Linked DNA regions of Mus musculus: regions 1, 2 and 4 are each linked to region 3. A link is a contact called in public Hi-C, HiChIP or PLAC-seq and promoter capture Hi-C data. All regions are on one chromosome and are shown on one strand. Each heading gives the region's core, a stretch centred on a gene start, on an enhancer-like site or on the middle of the called end of the contact. The rest is flanking DNA. Distances are from core to core; before and after follow the strand shown. Region 1 holds the start of Srrt (serrate RNA effector molecule homolog (Arabidopsis)). Region 2 holds the start of Taf6 (TATA-box binding protein associated factor 6). Region 3 holds the start of Baz1b (bromodomain adjacent to zinc finger domain, 1B). Region 4 holds the start of Lrch4 (leucine-rich repeats and calponin homology (CH) domain containing 4).

Region 1 (2,831 bases), core at 319-2,818, 2.1 Mb after region 3:
AAGAAACTGAGAGATGACTCAGCAGTTAAGAGCACTGGCTGCTTATCCAGGTCATGAGTTCAAATCCCAGCAACAACTACAGGGACCAGATGCCCTATTCTGTCATGCAGATGTACATGCAAATTGAGCACTCAAACAAATAAATCTTTAAAAATAAAGAAATCTGTTTTCAAGTTGAGCTATGGCGCTTAACTCACTAAACTGGCTTTGTTTTTGTTGTTTTTACTTCACCTCTGGATTTAAAAAGGAAGAGAGGTAGAGAGCTGGCTCAGTAGTTAAATGCACTCCTTTTAACCACTCTTGGTTGGCTCCTCTTGCGGAGGACTAGGCTTTGAGTCCCAGCACCCACAAAGCAATTCACAACCATCTTTCCTGCCCATTTCCCAGAGGATCTAAAGCCTTCTGTTGGCCTCCTCGGGCACCAGGAACGAATGAGGTGCATAGACATAATGTAAGCAAACCCCCATGAACGTTTTATTATATAAAAGAAGAAATGCACTTGCACATTTCTTATCTCAATTACCTGTTTTAAAAATCCTTTCAAAAAACTCTTAAACAGGATGTGGTAGAATACTTCCTTAATTCAGAAGTTTAATGTCATCTTGAGCTACCTAAAGAGTTTCGGGCCAATCTCACTTTGGTCAGTTTGTGCTTTCTTAATATTTGGATTTGAGATTGTGTCTCCCTATGTAGCCTGCACGGAAGATGCAGTCCAACCAGCTGTGCGGAGCTCCTGTCCAGCACTAATACTGACCGTCACTTTGGTTAAAAGCTCAAAATCTGAGCCAACGGTGAATAGACTGAAACTACAGAAATGGCTCAACGGTAAACTGCATCCTAATAAGATTTTGTAAGGTAAAGACAAAAAAGGAAACGAAAAGAAAAATTGTGGCGCGGAAGGGTTGTACGGGGCGGGGTATGGACGTTAATACTGTCTCACCGGTCATTCCAATCGTCCCCTCGCCGTCTTTCATCCCTTTCCCGGGAACGGTCATAATCGCTGCGCTCTCTTCGAAATTTGTCCCTGCGTCTTCGGTCGTATTCATCATCACTGTCACCCATGGTGCTGTCAGAGGAGGCCTGGGGCCCGGCGGCGGGTAGACACGGTGATGATGAACAAGGACCAGAGGAGGGACAATCCCCCGGGGACAGCACGCCCGCCTCCCTCCCGCCGAGGCCGGCCTGCCATCCCGGGCAGGGCGATCGCTCCGACAGTTTCACTGTCCCCACGGATTCCCCCTCGTCCACCCCCGAAGCCCCCGGGCACGGTCCTCTCCTCGCAATCCCGCCGCCCGGGCCTTTCCTTCCCCTCCCCCACCTGGCAGCGGTCGGGGCCGTTGGAAGCGCGCGCCGGCGGGCTTGTTTTCCGGGCGGACCGGAACGAGCGACAATGGACCACAAAGAGGGTTGGAAGGAGACGCTGGGATTCTCAGCCCGGAGACGAAGGGGAAGAGAAGAGCGGGACCGCGGGGGGGGGGGGGGGGCAAGGAGGCGCGCGCGCGTCCTACGTCACTCCCGGAGCTCGGCCTCCAACTACAAAACAAGACCCCCGGACCAAACTAAAACTCCGAGATTAAAAGAATGACGGGAAGAGGGTGGAGACGCGGAAGTCTCGCGTGGTTTTGCGACAAAATCGCCCCAGCTTCTCGGAGCTACGGAAGTTGAGCTGGGCCAAGCCAGGCCTTCTGAACGTGCTCGTGCCTACTTGAAAAGGAGGGCACTGGAGAAGTTAAGTGTCACTCCCGTAAGGTATCCTGGGTAGGAGCTAGTTTGCATCCAAAGGTTGCTTTGCAATAGCCCTGGGCTGGGGCACCTCTTGACCTCCTCAAGGGCGGATTTGCTATCGAGGGGTTTGGGGACGATGGATGTCTAGGGAATAATTCATAGAAGCAACCATTTTAGAGGCATCTCCTCCCACCATTTTCTCCTGCAAAAAAATACAGTATGTGCTACTTATAAAATGCGTTCTTCCTGCTTGTCTTGGACAGAGGAGCCTAATACTCATGCAAAAGTGTAAACCTCGATCTTAATGCCCAGTTCTTTAATGGGAGTCTTTACATTGCAGTCTGGAAACAACCACCAGGATCCACTAGTTTCCAGTTGAAATCCCTAAGATAACAGTAAGCCCTTTTCCATGAATAGAATACTAAGCTAAACAAGGGAGCATGCCACTGTCTTGCTCCCAGAAAAGAATGAAAAATCCCAGCATCTAATAAGGTGTATTTACAAGGGGGCATTTTAAAAACTTAGCAGACAGTTACGTTGGCACAGGCGTAACCCGAGTTACTCAGTAAGTCAAAGCAGAATCAAATTCAGGGGTTGCAAAATGAGTTCAAAGCCAGCCTTGACAATTTTCTAAAACCCTTTCTCAAAAACATTTTCCAAAGAGGCCGGTCCAGTGTGTAAGAGCACTTCCTGGTCTTGCAGAAAATCAGAGTTGGAGTCCCAGCTCCCATGTGGCTGGCTGCTCACAGACTGTTAACTCCAGTGCCTAGGGAACTGACACCTCTTCTGGTCTGCAAGGGCACTGCACTCAGATGCACACACACCCACACACTGATACACAGATACATATACTCATCATTTTGTTCCAAAACAAGGTTTCTGTGTACCCCATGGCTGGCCTGGAACTCCCCTTGTAGACTAGGTTGGCCTCAGACTGAGAGATCTTCCTGTCTCTGCCTCCTGAGTACTGGGATTTAAGTCTTGCAACCAGCTCATACACACGTAATTCAAGAAGATGGGAGCATGGTGGCGCTCACCTCTAATCCCAGCACTCTGGTGGCAGAGGCAGGCAGATCTCTGAGTTGGAGGCCAACCTAGTCTACAAA
Region 2 (2,853 bases), core at 297-2,796, 3.0 Mb after region 3:
TACCCTGGAGGCTAAAGTGGGGACAGCAAGTTTGAGGCCATCCCGACTCTGCAATAAGTTCCTGTCTAAGATGGTTTCTTTCTTTTCTCTCATATCTCTGATCACCTGCCCCGCCCCCTCCCACTTTACCCTGACATCATTCTCCTTGCTGTCCTTTAAATCTGACAGACATGTACTTGGCTTTATAGCTTTTGTTGTGTTCTTCCTAAACGTGTTTGGCTGACTACCTGACCCCACCCACCTCTCTTTAGGGGCAGGTCTCCTATAGCCCCACTGGCTTCAAATTCACTAGGTAGACAACACTGGTCCTTTGGCCTCTACCTCCCAAGTACTGGGATTGCAAGCACATACCACCATGCCTGGCTTTACCTGTTTGCTATGTTTTCTTCTTCTTCTTAATAATAGTGATATAATATGTATATATATAAAATCACTCTAGATTAAATCTAAGACCTTCCACATGTTAAACAACCCTTCTACAATTGGGTCTCAGGCTCGTCTGGAATTCATCCCGTGGTCTTGATTTGGAGAGCCTCCTGCCTTTTACAGCTGTTTACCACCAAGCCTGGCTATTATTTCTTCTTGTTTATTATCCTTACCCCACCAGTAAACAAGAATATGTCTGTTATGTTCACTGACCTATCTGGTGCCTAGGGCATTGTTAAATATATGAATAAGTCTTTTTTTTTCTTTTTTTCTTTCCTTTTTTTGGTTTTTCGAGACAGGGTTTCTCTGTATAGCTCTGGCTGTCCTGGAACTAACTTTGTAGACCAGGCTGGTCTAGAACTCAGAAATCCGCCCGCCTCTGCCTCCCAAGTGCTGGGATTAAAGGCGTGAGCCACCACTGCCCAGCATGAATAAGGTGTAAGTGTTCACTAAATACTTGGTATAACAATTACCAAAATGAAAAAGACACAGACTCAAGCTTGGAGTTTACTCTGTGGTTAAAAGGAAAGGAGCTTGCCTGACACTGGACATGAAACCAACCTCAAGAGTGTTCAGAACTGAGTGCTAGGGACTGGTTCTTTTCATTCCAAGTCTTCTCAGACTTTTGTTAAATCTTGTCTACAGGAAATACAATTATTCAGCACATACTCTGTACCTGGTCGGGTCCCAGTCCTCTGTGGTGGTACCCTTGCCACTAAGGTTTCATAAAACACTCTAGCAGCCTCGGGAGTTTCTCAGATCAGTGGAAGCGACAGGAAGACTTCTTAGAGAAGGGATAACTTGAGCTATATCTTTACATCATTTTTCTCAGCTAGGGAAGTGATTCGAAGATTACCCGGGCAGCGCTACAGGAGGTTCACAAGCCACTACATCGCCCCACCATCCTTCCAGTGCAGTCACGCACAGGGTCCCCACGAGCACGGACACACAACCAACCGTCTTCTTCCCAGTCCTCACATGGGCCCTTTCAAAGGGTCTCCTCACGGATACACCTCAGACTTTCCCCCGCCAGCCAAGCACCGGGAGCAGTAAAAGCCTCTCACCGCTGCCAAAGCGCCGCTCACCCGGCGCTCGGCGCCATCTTGGCCCCGCCCCCTGACAGGAGTAGGTCCTGGCAGAAGCCAAAAAGTTATCACTGTTCTTCCCTATGTCAAAATAGACCATATCGTTTCACAGTCTGAAATTATATAAAAATTTCATTCTACGTGCATGTGTAAAGATCATATTACTCTATTCTAATTACTTCAATTTGTATCTTCATTACCCAGCTGTCAGGACCTTCAGAAGGCGCCACAAAACTGAGCCATCACGCTCCACCCACTTTCGGGCTGGCTCTGAGCATGCGCTGACCGTTCTATGATTTTTTTTTTTTTTTTTTTAAAGCTTGCTGCGGGCTTCGCCTAAATTTAAAGGGCCCGCTGCCTTCCAGAAGTTGGTCTGAAGGCAAAGGGTGGTTGTATGTGTGGACTGCGTTTTATCATGGGACCTGTGCGGCTGGAGATACTGCTTTTCATCCTGGCAGCGTACGGTGCTTGGGCTGAGGCGACAAAAGAGGAGGAAGATGACACAGAACGTTTGCCCAGCAAATGCGAAGGTACAGAAACGGAGTAGTTGCTATTTACATCTCCCTATCTACCTCCTGCCTCTCTAACTCTAGGCTGAATCAAATGGGCTAGGATAGATGGATCACTAGACTGTCTTGAAAGAGGTTCTGTTGGAGCTTGGTAACACTTGAATGGGAACAAGGGAGGGAAAGCAGGGTTAAGGTGGCACTACATTTCCCAGGTGGCATCCAGAAGGATCTAGGTTTTTCTTGCGGGCTTGGGCCCCAATGTATTGTGGGAATTGTAGTTCAAGAACCTGTAACGCTGGCTCTATGGAGCATCTTCCTCAGTCGTTTCTCTCCTTGTTAAAAATCTGGACAATCTGCATGGGTGGGGTGTAATACTCATTCCTTATAGGCATACTGAGTCCCGCCCTGGCAGAGACGCTCTTAAATTACAGGCCTGATGGCCCCCTTTAGGGGTTTTAAAGGTGAGTAAGTCCCCAGCTGAAGTTCATAAAGAGAAGATGAAGACACCACACCACTTAGAAGTTGCCCATCGGTGTGAGGCTTTGCAGATGGGGTGCACTGTAGGGATTTTACAACAAGCAGCATGGCCTCTGGCTACATTAGTAAATGCCCTCCCCCCAACCACCCCTCCCATCCCCAACAGGGAGGAAGCCAGGTCACTGAATAAATATCCTGTGGCTCCCTAACTCTAACTTTTTCTTTGGATTCATTATTGCTTCACTTTACACCCAACAACATGTTTTTATCATTGACACCCATGACTTGATTCTAATCTCTCACTTATTTTTGCATCTGTGTCCCCACTCTTCTGAGTCGGGGTGGGGGTGGAGACA
Region 3 (2,978 bases), core at 214-2,713:
TGGATGCTGGAATCCAACTCAGGTCTTCTGCAAGAGCAGTATGTGTTAACCTTAAGCCATCCCTTTAGGCCCATCTTTTTTAATAGTACATTTATTTTTATTTTAAATTATGTGTATGGGGGGGGTATGTATACAGGGTTGCAAGAATCTACTGCTCTGGAGTCACAGGCGATTGTGATCCTCCAACACAAAAACTGTGAATCAGACCCAGAATCTCTGGAAGAACTCTTAATTGCATGCGGAGTCACTTCTCCAGCCCCATGAGCTTAATACATATGTTTTCTAACATAGCTTTATTTATTTATTGTTATAGGGATTTGCTATTCAGCCTGTAAGACTGTAGCCCAGGTTAGTCACAAACTCACTTAGGACCGTCCAGCTTCAAAAACCTGCATCACTTAGTTGCACTATATACACACACACATATATATATATACACACACATATATATGAATGAATATAGTCTTTTACATATGTACATACAGAAAACCTTCTTTATTATTCTTCCGTTTATTTTACTTTCAAGATTTATTTTTAAATTGTGTATGTGTGCACACGTGGTGGGGGATGTTACGTGCACGTGAGTACGTGCACCTGAGGAGGCAAGAGGAATGGGAACTCCTGGAGCTGCAGCCGGAGGCAGGTTCCAGCTACCCGATGTGGGAGCTAAGAATTGAACTTGGGTCCTCTGAACGAGTACAAGATCTTAGCCCCTGAGTCTGCTCTGCGGCTCTTCCTCCACATATTTTTAAAGAAAGTTCTTCATTATCCTTCCCTGTAGTCCTTAAAAAACAGGCTGTTAATCTCCATTTCTCAATTACAGTGATGCCGCGTCGGGGAAGGTTGGGGTCCTAGTCGCCCCAATGCGGAACTTCAGTTTGGAGAGGGCCTGAGTTACTTCCCGCCCAGTACAGCTCCACCCGCGCATCCCCGGGCGTGGCCGAGCGCGGCCCCTTTAAGAAGGGGGGCGGAGCGCGAGTGGAAAGACAAAGCCCCTGGCCGCGCGCTCCCCCTCCCCCCTCCGGCGCAGCACACGGACAGTGAGTGCCCGGATGTCGGTGTCGCCGTCGGTGACAGATGGCGCAATGTCTGTATCAGTGACAGGGCTTTTTGCTCTGACCTCTTTGAGTCTTCCGCTTTTCGTCCTCCCCCTCCTACTGCTGTCCCATTACTTTTGAAGTCCGCCACTGGAGGCCCGCACGCCCGTCCCCGGCTCTTACATAACGTGACCTTTCACCTTTTCAGACTGCCCTCTGCTGCGCTGCAACTCAACTTCGCGGCTGGAGCCCAGGGGGCGGGACTCGACCTCGGAGCGGCAGCCTCTCTGAGCCAATAGGCTGCGAAGGCCGACGAGCCCTCCGCCTATCGGAGCCTCCGCCCCAGGGCGCCACGGAGAAGCAAGTTAGTCTGTGCGCTGGCCCGGCAGCGGGGGGGAGGAAGGGAATCTCCCGCCATTTTTCAATAATTTCCTCCCGTGCCCGCTGGAGAGGAGTCGTGACTGGCGGCCGCCGCGGCGGAGATCGGCGTGAGGTGAAAGGCGCCGGAAGGGGCGAGGAGAATCTCTCCGTTTTCTCCCCTCGAGGCGTCCCCCTGGCTTCCATGGCCGTGGCGCGGTCCCGCCAGCTCTGAGGGAAGCCGGAGTTCGCGCCGCCCTCTCACCCCTCCCCTCCCCCATCGCCCCGGGAGCCAGGCGCCTCGCTCGCTCGCTCGCCCCGGGGCTGCCGGGGCCTAGCGCTGCGCAGCAGAGCGGCCGAGCCTTCGGCGCTCCGTCCCCTGCCGGCGCCGCCGCGATGGCGCCGCTGCTGGGCCGCAAGCCCTTCCCGCTGGTGAAACCGCTGCCCGGAGAGGAGCCGCTCTTCACCATCCCGCACACTCAGGAGGCCTTCCGCACCCGGGAGTATCCTTTCTCCGCGCGCGGTGTGGACGCTCGGCCGCGGCTGCGCAGGGCGAGGGATGGAGATGGCGAGATGCGAATGGGCCGCGCGCGGCTCGCGGGGCAGCTGTCACCGCACGGGGCCGTCCGCGGGCCGTGATGCCCGGGGCCCTGCTTTACCCGGGCTTGGGAGCTCCGCGGCGAGATCCCTCCGGGCCGTCTCCAGCCGTCCTTCCCGGAACCGCGCGCCTCCATCCCTTTTCCCCTTACTTTGTCCCCGGGGCCTCGGTGGTGATCGCAACACCAATCCCCTCCTCCCCAACTTGGCTTCGGGCCCTAAATGACTAGGGAGGGTAGCCGGGTTCCCTTTGCGCATTTTATTTCTCTCTCCTTTCATAGAAATGAAACCGTCAAGTTTAAGTTTTTGAAATTGTACCGGCGCAGCCGCGTGATCCGGCTTGTGCAAGCCTCTACTGCGTCTTGAGTGGGCTGTGCGGGGACACTGATGTGGCTTGTGGGTTTTGTTTTTCTCCTCCGGAGTGGACTTTAGGCCAGGGATGAACTGACAGAACCGTAAATCACAAAACCTGGCATTAACTTTTTACCCACTGAAGATGGGAAGGAGCAGAAAGGTACATTGATGGTTCTGGTGGCCATTTATTTCCTAGAGAACACAGAAGTTTGACACTTAGAAGTTTCATTTTTCCGTCTTTTTTTTTTTTTTTTTTTTTTTGAGGGAGCGCTTCATGTAGCACCGGCTGGCCTCGAACTCAGAGAGGCTGGACACTGCATTCCCGATCCTGTCTGTCTGTCTGCCTGTCTCTCTGTCTCTCAATCTCTCTCTCTCTCTCTCTCTCTCTCTCTCTCTCTCTCTCTCTCTGGTACGTGAAACTGGTGTTTTAGAATACAAAGTCAGCATTTCCAATCATTACTTTAAGATTTCTTGACCAAGCATAGCCTCTTAGTTAAAAGTTGTAGTACTTCCCCCCCCCCCCCCCCCGCCCCCGGTAGGGGGAATGTTGAATCTTTTAAGGCTTATTTGTTTTTTAAAAAGCTAAGTTTCCTTACCAAACTTGCCTGTCCTGCTATCTTTACCACCCCTTTT
Region 4 (2,993 bases), core at 355-2,854, 2.4 Mb after region 3:
CCACCCACATTGAGAAAAAAAGACTGAAATTATGGGGCCATGTTAGCCACAGCTACAGCCACATTGGTAAGCTGTGGAGGCACCCAAGAGGGAAGGGGGATGCTTAGTGGCATGCCTCACCACAGGATTAACCTTGGAAGAGCCGAGGCGATTAAGGGTGTTGGGATGCCTGTTTTCTAATGACTAGAAGCCACACAGGGAGGTTCATTAAACGCTAACATTCTTCTAAAAGCAAATCTCAAAGGAAAAAAAAATATTCTTTTACTATTATCTCTCACATCTGGGACTCCTTCCTGTATCTCAAGAAGTTTTCTGGGGTTTTTTTGTTTGTTTGTTTGTTTGTTTGTTTGTTTTTGTTTTTAAAAAAGGTTAGTTTGGAGTTATGTAGTCCAGGCTTGCCTGGAATTGACCTCGAAGTCCCGATCCTTCTGCCTCCTCTTTTTAAGAACTGTCACGACAGGCTCATGCCACCACACCCAGCTTCAAATAAGAGGTTTCCAATAGACAAAGTCTGTTATGAAAGTATGTGTGGGGGAGTTCTACTGGAGGTCTGAGATTTGTCCAGCTTCCCTTTCCTCATTTATAAAAAACCCGAGGTCTTAGCCGGGCGGTGATGATGCACGCCTTTAGTCCCAGCATTCGGGAGACACAGGCAGGAGGAGCTCTTGAGTTCAAGGCCAGCCTGGTCTACAGAGCAAGTTTCAGAACAGCCAGGGCTACACGGAGAAATAAATCCTGTCTCGGAAAAGCAACAAACAAAAAACCCCCAAAGATCTTGTTCTAGAGGCCATGAGATCCTTCGTAGTCTCTAAAGTTTGGTCTGGCCATCACAAGTCTTCTCCAGGGGGACTTTGGCAGGTCTGACGACTTTCCCTCTCTGAACTGGAAACCCCCTCACCGGTCATCCCCAGCATTCCCATTAGGGACTCAAGACTGCGCAGGAGGAAATGGTCCCTTCTGTTGAGACAACAGCCTGAGTGCTGAGTGGGGCATCCCTCGCCCTTCCTCACTTCTCGGATGCTGGTTTGCTCCCCAGTAAGCACAGCTAGTACCCAACCCTAACCCTGCACTGTCAGGCCGCCCAGCGCGCGCCTTTTACGATCTTTACCTGCGTCTCAAAAATTCTAGCTCACCCACCTCCTTCTGTCTAGCGAATGGAGCACCTCCTAGCCCATGCTATTGGTAGGCAGAACCGTCCCTCAGAGAAGAGGCCGGGACAGGTTCCTTTTGTAGGTTCTAATTGGTCTTCTTCACAGTCACTCGCCTGAATCTAGATTGCAATTGGTCTTGGTTGAAAAAGCAGGTTTGTGGTCTCTGGGTCTCTAATACCCTAAAGTTGAGACCTGTAGTCCCCGCCTCCTGGGCGGGTCTCATTGGCTCCATCTCCAGCCTCGAGAGTTGTGATTGGATGTCGCTGCGCGGGGCGGGCCGACCAGGAACCGCGGCCGTTGGCGGGGTGCTCCTCTTCACCCCTCCCTTCCCTCAGTGTAATCTAGAATTGAGAGGCTCCACCCCCTGCCGTTTTCTGATTGGGCACTTCTAACGCGTCTCTGGTTCATGATTGGTCCGCGGAGTTCCTGACCCTCGCTTCCTCCCTTCAGTGGGGACTACGGCGGCTCCGAGGAGGGGGAAGGGCGAGAAGGGCCGGCCGGTGCCGTCAGTCAGGCAGGGGGAGCCGCCGAGAGCGGATGGCGGCAGCAGTAGCGGGCCCACTCGCCGCCGGGGGTGAGGAAGCTGCAGCTTCAGTGTCCTTGCCAGGGTCTCCTGGTCTACCTGGGAGCCGTAGCGCAGAACGAGCCCTAGAGGAGGCTGTGGCCACCGGGACCCTGAACTTGTCCAACCGGCGTTTGAAGCACTTCCCCCGGGGCGCGGCCCGCAGTTACGACTTGTCAGACATCACCCAGGCTGGTGAGTTGCGCTGGTGCCCAGAGAGCAGGGGACCCATACTGGACTGCGACCCTCATTTGCATAGCCCCGCCTCGCGTTCGATTGGGCCCACCCCTTCACCTGGCAGTCTTGAACGCTCGCCCCTTGGGATTGGCATTGAGCCCGCGACCTCCCCTCCCCTGTGTAAGAACCACTGGACAATGAGTTCGCTTCAAGAGTGCACAGAACACTTTTGGCCGAGCTCTAGGAGACTCTTCCCCTTTATTTGCATATTGCGCACCTGTAGCATGGTCCCGCCCCTCACCTGGTTGGCTTCTTCAACCCTAGATCTGATCAACCCTTAAAGCAAACTTCCATGTAGAATCTATCATTAATCGCTACATTTTCACCCTTTTAGTCGTTTCCAACGTCTTTCTCACCCGTCCACCACAATCCCAACAAGCCCCGTTATCTCTTTCCTAAAGGGTCGCTCCTAACAACCCGACGTTTCTGCTTGCTTTTCCGTAGTCTCCCCAAGTCCCAGCCCCTCTCCGCCGTCCACCCCAGCCTATCTATGTGAAAGAAGTGAATCTCTCGCCCTTAACTTTCCACCCATTATCCCCCTATCCCCTTTCTCTTCTTCCTGGTTTTATGAGGTCACTGTGGAGTTTGTGATCTCATAGGAACCCTACAATTCTGCTTTCCCCTTAGGGGAGAAACTTGAGGCAGCTTGCTGAAAGGAAGGACATTGTATCTCTTAGCTAGGAGTGCTGACCTCCTGGAGACTCTCCAGTCCCTGCCCTCAGGACCCCTCTAATCATGTCCACCCCACCCTGGTGTGTGTGTGTTTGGGATCCCACTAATCATGGACACTCTACCCTTGGGTCTGCTATGGCCAGGCACTGGGGACTGTACTATGACAGGTGAGTCAGGCTGCTTAGGAGGCAGCCTATGAACTTGGGCTGGCAGCTGAGGGCGGGGAATCACAACAGAGGGCTACATTCCGGGAGCCCCACCCCAGTCTGGGCTGGAGTGTTAGGGCCCCTTCTGCTCCTCTCATCTGGTCCAGGGCTGGATCAAGCTGGATCAAAGAACACATTGCTCCAGTAGGTTCCTGCCCACCTGCA

Evidence for each region. Hi-C and Micro-C count contacts between places; a contact is called where the count stands out from the background. HiChIP or PLAC-seq counts read pairs in DNA pulled down with a chosen protein or histone mark. Capture Hi-C pulls out chosen DNA fragments and counts their contacts.
Region 1: a promoter capture Hi-C map of adipose tissue shows a contact between it and region 3, with 2.9 times the contacts expected there. The contact joins the promoter of Srrt here to the promoter of Baz1b in region 3. A contact is called at or near these places in 1 of 39 promoter capture datasets (liver) and 1 of 9 other capture datasets (adipose tissue).
Region 2: a contact with region 3 is called in an H3K4me3 HiChIP or PLAC-seq map of embryonic forebrain, with 4 times the contacts expected there. The contact joins the promoter of Taf6 here to the promoter of Baz1b in region 3. A contact is called at or near these places in 2 of 39 promoter capture datasets (liver and pre-B cells), 1 of 115 datasets of contacts at active chromatin or transcription factors (embryonic forebrain) and 1 of 9 other capture datasets (liver).
Region 4: a contact with region 3 is called in a Hi-C map of CD4 T cells, with 5 times the contacts expected there. The contact joins the promoter of Lrch4 here to the promoter of Baz1b in region 3. A contact is called at or near these places in 1 of 484 Hi-C or Micro-C datasets (CD4 T cells) and 1 of 115 datasets of contacts at active chromatin or transcription factors (large pre-B cells).

The regions. Positions count from the first base shown.
Region 1 is chr5:137,306,106-137,308,936 of GRCm38.p6, forward strand. It overlaps Srrt (serrate RNA effector molecule homolog (Arabidopsis)), which reads right to left and starts at 1,569. Exons shown (of 20, transcript NM_031405.2): 1 at 1,319-1,569; 2 at 941-1,080. The coding sequence starts at 1,062. It also overlaps the pseudogene Gm43013.
Region 2 is chr5:138,185,680-138,188,532 of GRCm38.p6, forward strand. It overlaps Taf6 (TATA-box binding protein associated factor 6), which reads right to left and starts at 1,547. Exons shown (of 15, transcript NM_009315.4): 1 at 1,491-1,547. It overlaps Cnpy4 (canopy FGF signaling regulator 4), which reads left to right and starts at 1,856. Exons shown (of 6, transcript NM_178612.4): 1 at 1,856-2,041. The coding sequence starts at 1,906.
Region 3 is chr5:135,185,860-135,188,837 of GRCm38.p6, forward strand. Baz1b (bromodomain adjacent to zinc finger domain, 1B) reads left to right here and starts at 1,464. Exons shown (of 19, transcript NM_011714.2): 1 at 1,464-1,897. The coding sequence starts at 1,791.
Region 4 is chr5:137,627,519-137,630,511 of GRCm38.p6, forward strand. Lrch4 (leucine-rich repeats and calponin homology (CH) domain containing 4) reads left to right here and starts at 1,605. Exons shown (of 18, transcript NM_146164.2): 1 at 1,605-1,908. The coding sequence starts at 1,689. It overlaps Gm20605 (predicted gene 20605), which reads left to right and starts at 1,605. Exons shown (of 22, transcript NR_033148.1): 1 at 1,605-1,908.